Linked DNA regions of Sus scrofa: region 1 is linked to region 2. The links are chromatin contacts, called in public HiChIP or PLAC-seq maps. All regions are on one chromosome and are shown on one strand. Each heading gives the region's core, a stretch centred on a gene start, on an enhancer-like site or on the middle of the called end of the contact. The rest is flanking DNA. Distances are from core to core; before and after follow the strand shown. Region 1 overlaps ACOXL (acyl-coenzyme A oxidase-like protein). Region 2 overlaps LOC106509733 (a long non-coding RNA gene).

Region 1 (2,700 bases), core at 171-2,670, 570 kb after region 2:
CTGAGATGGTCACTCAGGCTCTCCACTCTTCTCTCCAGACCATGTGTCCTTCACCCAACCCCAGGAGGACAGCCAGAAGGAACAGACCCCACCACTCCCCACCCCATCCTTTAGCTCACCACAACCACAGCCACCTGTCAGCCTCACGATTCTGCGCCCTCAGATCCAAGCTGCCACAACCACCTGGGGGTGAGCATGTGTTATAAACCCTGTTTGTGGAGCTCCCTGGTGGCTCAGTGGGTTAAGGATTCAGCAGCATTGTCACTGCTGTGGCTCAGGTCCAATCCCTGGCCCTGGAACCTCCACGTGCCTCGGACATGGCAAAAAATCAATCAATCAATAAAAACTCAATTTCTTATCCTCGCCATCTCAAATGTCATCTTCAATCATCAGTGTATCCAGGCTTGCTTATATAAGCTAGCTTCCACATCCCTGGCACTAATAACAGCCTCTGTGTATTGATGATTCAGTATATGAGGCACTGGGATAAGCCTTACCAGTATTATTCGCTGGGGCCTTATAACAGCTCTCTGGGGAGGGGGGTGCTGTTCTGATTTTTAGAGGTATGGAGATGGTTCAATAACCCGCTGAGGGCACCCAGGGGCAGGAAGCAAATCCAGAGAGGCTGATTTCAGAGCCCACGTTTTTCTGGCCTCACCCAGGACTCCAGAACAGACACAATATTCCAACCATCTCCACACAGGCCAATCCTGCTTGTCTCAACTCTGACTTCCTAGGGGGCGTCGTCCCTCTGCCTGGCTCAGCGCCGTGTCAGGGTGATGAGCAAGAGCAGGGCCCCATCCTCGCTGCAGCCTTAGTTAGCGCCTTCATGAGGGTCCTCCCGACCCAACAACTCAGTGGCCAGCCAGTGGCCTGCCATGACCCAGCTGTGTAACTTGGCTAACCCTATGTCCAAGCACCTCCAGCTTCTAGGGATTCCTGTGCTGGGCTGGACTGTCCCTGTTCCCACTTAACTCTACTACCCTTTTTAATTGTAGCTACATGTCAACCTTGTCCACACAACATGCCAGGACCATCCTTCCCTGAGAACTGCTGTGAAAATGAGAGATATCCACCACCCCACACACACACAGACACAAAAGGGCAGAGTTTAAAAGGACCCCGTGTGCTCAGCCTTGAGCAAATGTCACCATGGGGAGCCGAGGTGACAGTTTTCTAACACGGGAAGAATGCACGTCAGAGACAGGGGTCCGTTTTCCTCTCCTCAGCAAGCCCAGAACAAGCAGGACCGGCTCAGGTTTCAGCCGAGAGAGCATCTGTCTTGTGTTTGAGCCAAAGGAGAGAAGGAGCTGCCAGCGGCTGGTGACATCATCTTCCCCCCCTCCAGAGGCTCAGGATGAGATCATGGCAGCCAGGCTCCCTTTCCAGGAGACACATACTGGTGCCCGGACCACAAGGATCTGATGTTGGTGGCTCTGCGAGGGCTCTCGCGGTCACCTGGACAACCTTCCTCCTGGACAGGGGAGGCGCTGACTCACCATCACGGATCGTGTTCTATTTAGATACTCTGGAATCACAGGGATGGCATGCAGCTCTACAAAATGCCTCAAACCAGCCAGCATCTGTTTCAGGGAGAAGCCCATTTATTCCCCTCCCAAAGCAGGCTCCTATCTCCTTGGTACCAGCAGCAGCCATCACATCTGTAACAGCTCTGAGCAACCCCGTACTTCCTCTGCACCAGCACATCCTTATTCAGGCCTCATCATTGTCTGAAGGCCCATTTTACATATGGAGAAACTGAGCCCCAAAGAAGCTTACTGATCTGCCCACAACCCCGCTGCTGGTCATGTCCAAGGTGAAATTTGAGCCAAGTTCTCTGACTTTATGAGAAAGCCTATACGTGGCCAGGAACAAAGTATGTATGTCAGATGCCTGACCAGGAATTGATCCAAACGTGGTCCCTGCCCCAGACCCTCTGGAGCCCATAGGGTTTGATCCCTTGATCATGTTCAGTAAAATGCATAATAGATACTTTTAAAAATCAGCCTCTGGAGTTCCCATCGTGGCTCAGCGAAAACAAATCTGACTAGAAACCATGAGGTTGCAGGTTCAATCCCTGGCCTCACTCAGTGGGTTAAGGATCTGGCGTTACCATGAGCTGTGGTGTAGGTAGCAGACACAGCTCGGTTCTGGCATTGCTGTGGCTATGGCGTAGGCCAGCAGCCATAGCTCCAATTCAACCCCTAGCATGGGAATATCCATATGCCACAGATGCAGCCCTAAAAAGCCAATAAATAAATAAATAAATAATCAGCCTCTCTGCATCCTCGCCCCCCACCCCCACTGCTCCAGATCGACCAACACTTAAAATCCAGTCTCTCCCAGAAGCCCCCACACCATGTTCCATCTACACCACCCCATGCCTGTCCCTGAGGATCCCACCACTGGCCTGGATGGGCTGACAGGCAGTGTGGATGTCCTTCACTCTACATCACCCACTCAAAATGTAACGGCCCAGGGTTTCTACAGCACCTCTCCAGCCACTAAGCAGCATGTGGCTTTAACCTTCACAGACACTCTCGCCGGAGGGCCCCTGAAGGCTGCTGTGATCGGATGGGCTCCCATGCAAATGTCATGGCTTCAGAGAACCCTGAGCAGATGTCTGTCCCATCTACTCCACAAGGCAAGTCTAGGCCCATCTGCTTTCTCTCCTTCTGCCTCCTTCTGGAGTCTGGAAAA
Region 2 (2,836 bases), core at 188-2,687:
CCACTCATGGCAACCTCTCTGATCCTCAGTTTCCTTATCTGTAAAATGGGGACCTGACCAGACCCCGCCCTGTGGGGTGGTTATCAGGGAGAAGTGAAGCAGTTCGGAGCTGGCACGGTGCCAAGTCTAGGGATTTCCGAGCGGGACACGACAGCTTACCAGGAAAGACTGTGGCCCGTCCATCCCGGGGAGGCTGTGCCAGATCAGAGGGAAGCTCAACAAGCCACTTGAAAGGGACCTTGACTCATTTTGTGGTAACTGAATGTGCAGTTCAGGAAGTGCTTCGCAAGAGCGAACTGGGCTCCAGCCGCCCCCTCGTCCCCCTGCCCTCTGCTCCGAATCCTCAGAGCCATGACGCTGTTCCCAGCAGCGCTCCCCGTCTGGCATCCGCTGGTGCGCACGCGCATGGGCCACAGGACTTGTGCATGCGCGCTGCAAGCCCACTGAAGGCTGATCGGGATGCGGCTGCGCGGTTCAAGGACACAGTCCGACCACCTCAAGCCACCATTGAGGGCAGGTGCTCAGCTCTCTGCACCTCTTGTAGCTGATGCTCCTGCAGGTCCGGCCAGCACCACGGAGCACTTGACATTTAATCGTCAGCAGCTCTCCTGGAAAGTAGTGAACAGAAGTTCACTGTTTAAGGCTGGGGAAACTGAGGCACCCCAAGGTTATGAAATGCCCAGGCATGGAGGGTGAGTCCAGAGCTGGGATGGAACCCGGGGAGTTGGACTGCAGAGGCTGCTTCCTAACTGCGGGCATCTAGAATCAGGCACACGGTAGGTCTCCGTGGTTCTAAATAGGCGTGAAAGTGCGGCCCACGTGGTGTTGGGAGTGTGGAGCGAAAGAGGGGTGTGGAGCGGCTTTAGCCCCTGCTGCTGCTTCCCTGGAGGGCGAGGGAGGGGCACTGAGTGCCAAGGCACCTCGGGGAGTGTGGCAGGGCCCCCTCTGGCTTCGGGTAGGATGCGCCTCAAGCCTGGGCTACAGCTGCCCTGGGAGTAAGCATAGCCACTCCAGCTGCACCCACGTGGACCCTCCAGCCACCCCGCTCCCCAACTCCCACTGAACACCCCCAGGACATGGGCAGCAAGAGCCTGGGGTACTGTGTACTGAGGTCAGTAGAGAACTGTGAGGTGACCTGCTGGGGGCTGATGCCTTTGAGGACCAGAGCCTGGATAGGGTGGGGACCTCTGAGAGGATGAGGCTGCCTGACCATTATCCCCCATCTCTCTCACTCCTGTCTGCCCATGTCTGGCTAGCGGGTTTCCAGGGAAAGGGAAGTGGGAGAGGGAAGTGACATGGGAAAGTGAGTGGCACAGAACTGCAGAGTTAGCTCCCAAGTCCTGAGAAAAGCAGATCCTCCTCTGTCCCCGGCCTCACTGGCCTGGGGGAGAGAGTACAGTGGCCTCACTGGCCTCAGGGAGAGAGAACTGTCAGTTGAGCTAGACCCCTGCTGGGAAGTCAGGGCCTGTCCTAGTTCCTCATTCAAGGCACCCGCCCCAATCCCCAAGGCAGTTAAAAGCCCCGAATTGCCCAACTCAGTCAAGGGAAGCCTGGCCCATGGTCCCGCACACCCTCGGAGCCTGGGCCTGGCTGCCAGACCTGGTCTGTCTGGCCCCCGAGGCCGGACAGTGACCCACTCTGTGTTCCGGAGCCCACGTGTCGAGGAGGAAGCTGCCATTCTGACAGTCCAGAAACATCTGTTCCCCATTCGTCATTGTCAAGCTCTGATGTCTTTTGGGACTAAGTTTGAAGGACAGTTTTTAACTGTCGTAACCAAAAAAGTAAAAGGAAATAAACAATTACAGGCCTTCTTTATTTCAGAACTTTTTTGCTGTGTGGGTAGAAAGCTCTTCCAGTAAATAGGAGCTTGGACTAAATTACCCTCCCAGACAATGAGTTGCTAGAGGGTCTCCCCTCCCCCCTGCTTCACACCCCATTGTGCTGAGAAATGTTGAGATAAATACATTCCGGCTAAGGCTGGAACAAACGAGCAGCAGAAGACATTTCCTTTTCACCTGGGCTTGTCTGTGCGTCTTTCAGAAGACACCTGTGACCTGGTCCAGTGCCCCTGATGCTCTGTGATCAAAATGCCTTGAGTGACAGCGGCTGCGCTCAGGACCAGTATCATCATTTACCTTCCTAGCCTGTAACAGCTCCTGCTCTGATCTGGATGTTTCCAAGATGTGCTTGTTTGTACAATGGATGCACCAGTTTAGACTCATGGGAACTGTAGAGGCATCCAGATAAGCCCTGAGAGTTCTTACAGCCTGCCCACTCCATGCCCTGACACACTCGCATGTCACTGGATTCATAAAGTACCCTGTCTGTCAGAGGCCAAGGGTGGGTGAGCGGTCCTCTTGGAGCCAGTGAAGGACCATGGCTTTTTGCAGGGCTCCGCTGCACCTGGAGGACTCTCCCACTTAGGCAGGTGCTCTGGGACCTCAGGGACAATGGGAGGATGCTTCCAGCAGGAGTCAGGGTCTAGGTTCCTGGGATGTGACAAGTGAGCCATTGGTCCCTCTCTATCTTCCTGCTTGTCATGTTGGGTGTTTTGGTTTGCTGTGGCTGCTGTAACATCCTTGGTGGCTTAAAACAACACAAGTGTATTCTCTGACAGTTCTGGAAGCCAGATGCCCGAAATTAGTCTCACTGGGTTGAAGGCAAAGTATTGTTCTTTGCAGGAGGCTTTTTCGGAGGGTAGATTTGGCTTCCTTGACTGTTCAGCTTCCAGAGGCTGCCTGCACCCCTGAGTAGTTATTGCAGAAGCCTCATTACAAAGATGCAGTCAAACCTTGTTGGGAGAACTGTAGTATATTTGGGGCCACCCATCTCTGCT

The links. HiChIP or PLAC-seq counts read pairs in DNA pulled down with a chosen protein or histone mark.
Region 1: an H3K27ac HiChIP or PLAC-seq map of skeletal muscle shows a contact between it and region 2, with 9 times the contacts expected there. The contact joins two enhancer-like sites. A contact is called at or near these places in 1 of 47 Hi-C or Micro-C datasets (embryonic fibroblasts) and 1 of 2 datasets of contacts at active chromatin or transcription factors (skeletal muscle).

Annotation. Positions count from the first base shown.
Region 1 is chr3:45,480,866-45,483,565 of Sscrofa11.1, forward strand. The region is part of intron 9 of ACOXL (acyl-coenzyme A oxidase-like protein); the gene reads right to left. Among named protein-coding and RNA genes, the nearest start is that of ACOXL, 81 kb to the right of the region's middle. Within about 2 kb of position 1,421, at least 20 of the 83 cell types and tissues checked have an H3K27ac peak or open chromatin away from gene starts, as enhancers often do. A contact at or near this core is called in skeletal muscle, where this site is marked.
Region 2 is chr3:44,913,029-44,915,864 of Sscrofa11.1, forward strand. All of the region lies in intron 1 of LOC106509733 (a long non-coding RNA gene), which reads left to right. Among named protein-coding and RNA genes, the nearest start is that of BCL2L11, 280 kb to the right of the region's middle. Within about 2 kb of position 1,438, at least 14 of the 83 cell types and tissues checked have an H3K27ac peak or open chromatin away from gene starts, as enhancers often do. A contact at or near this core is called in skeletal muscle, where this site is marked.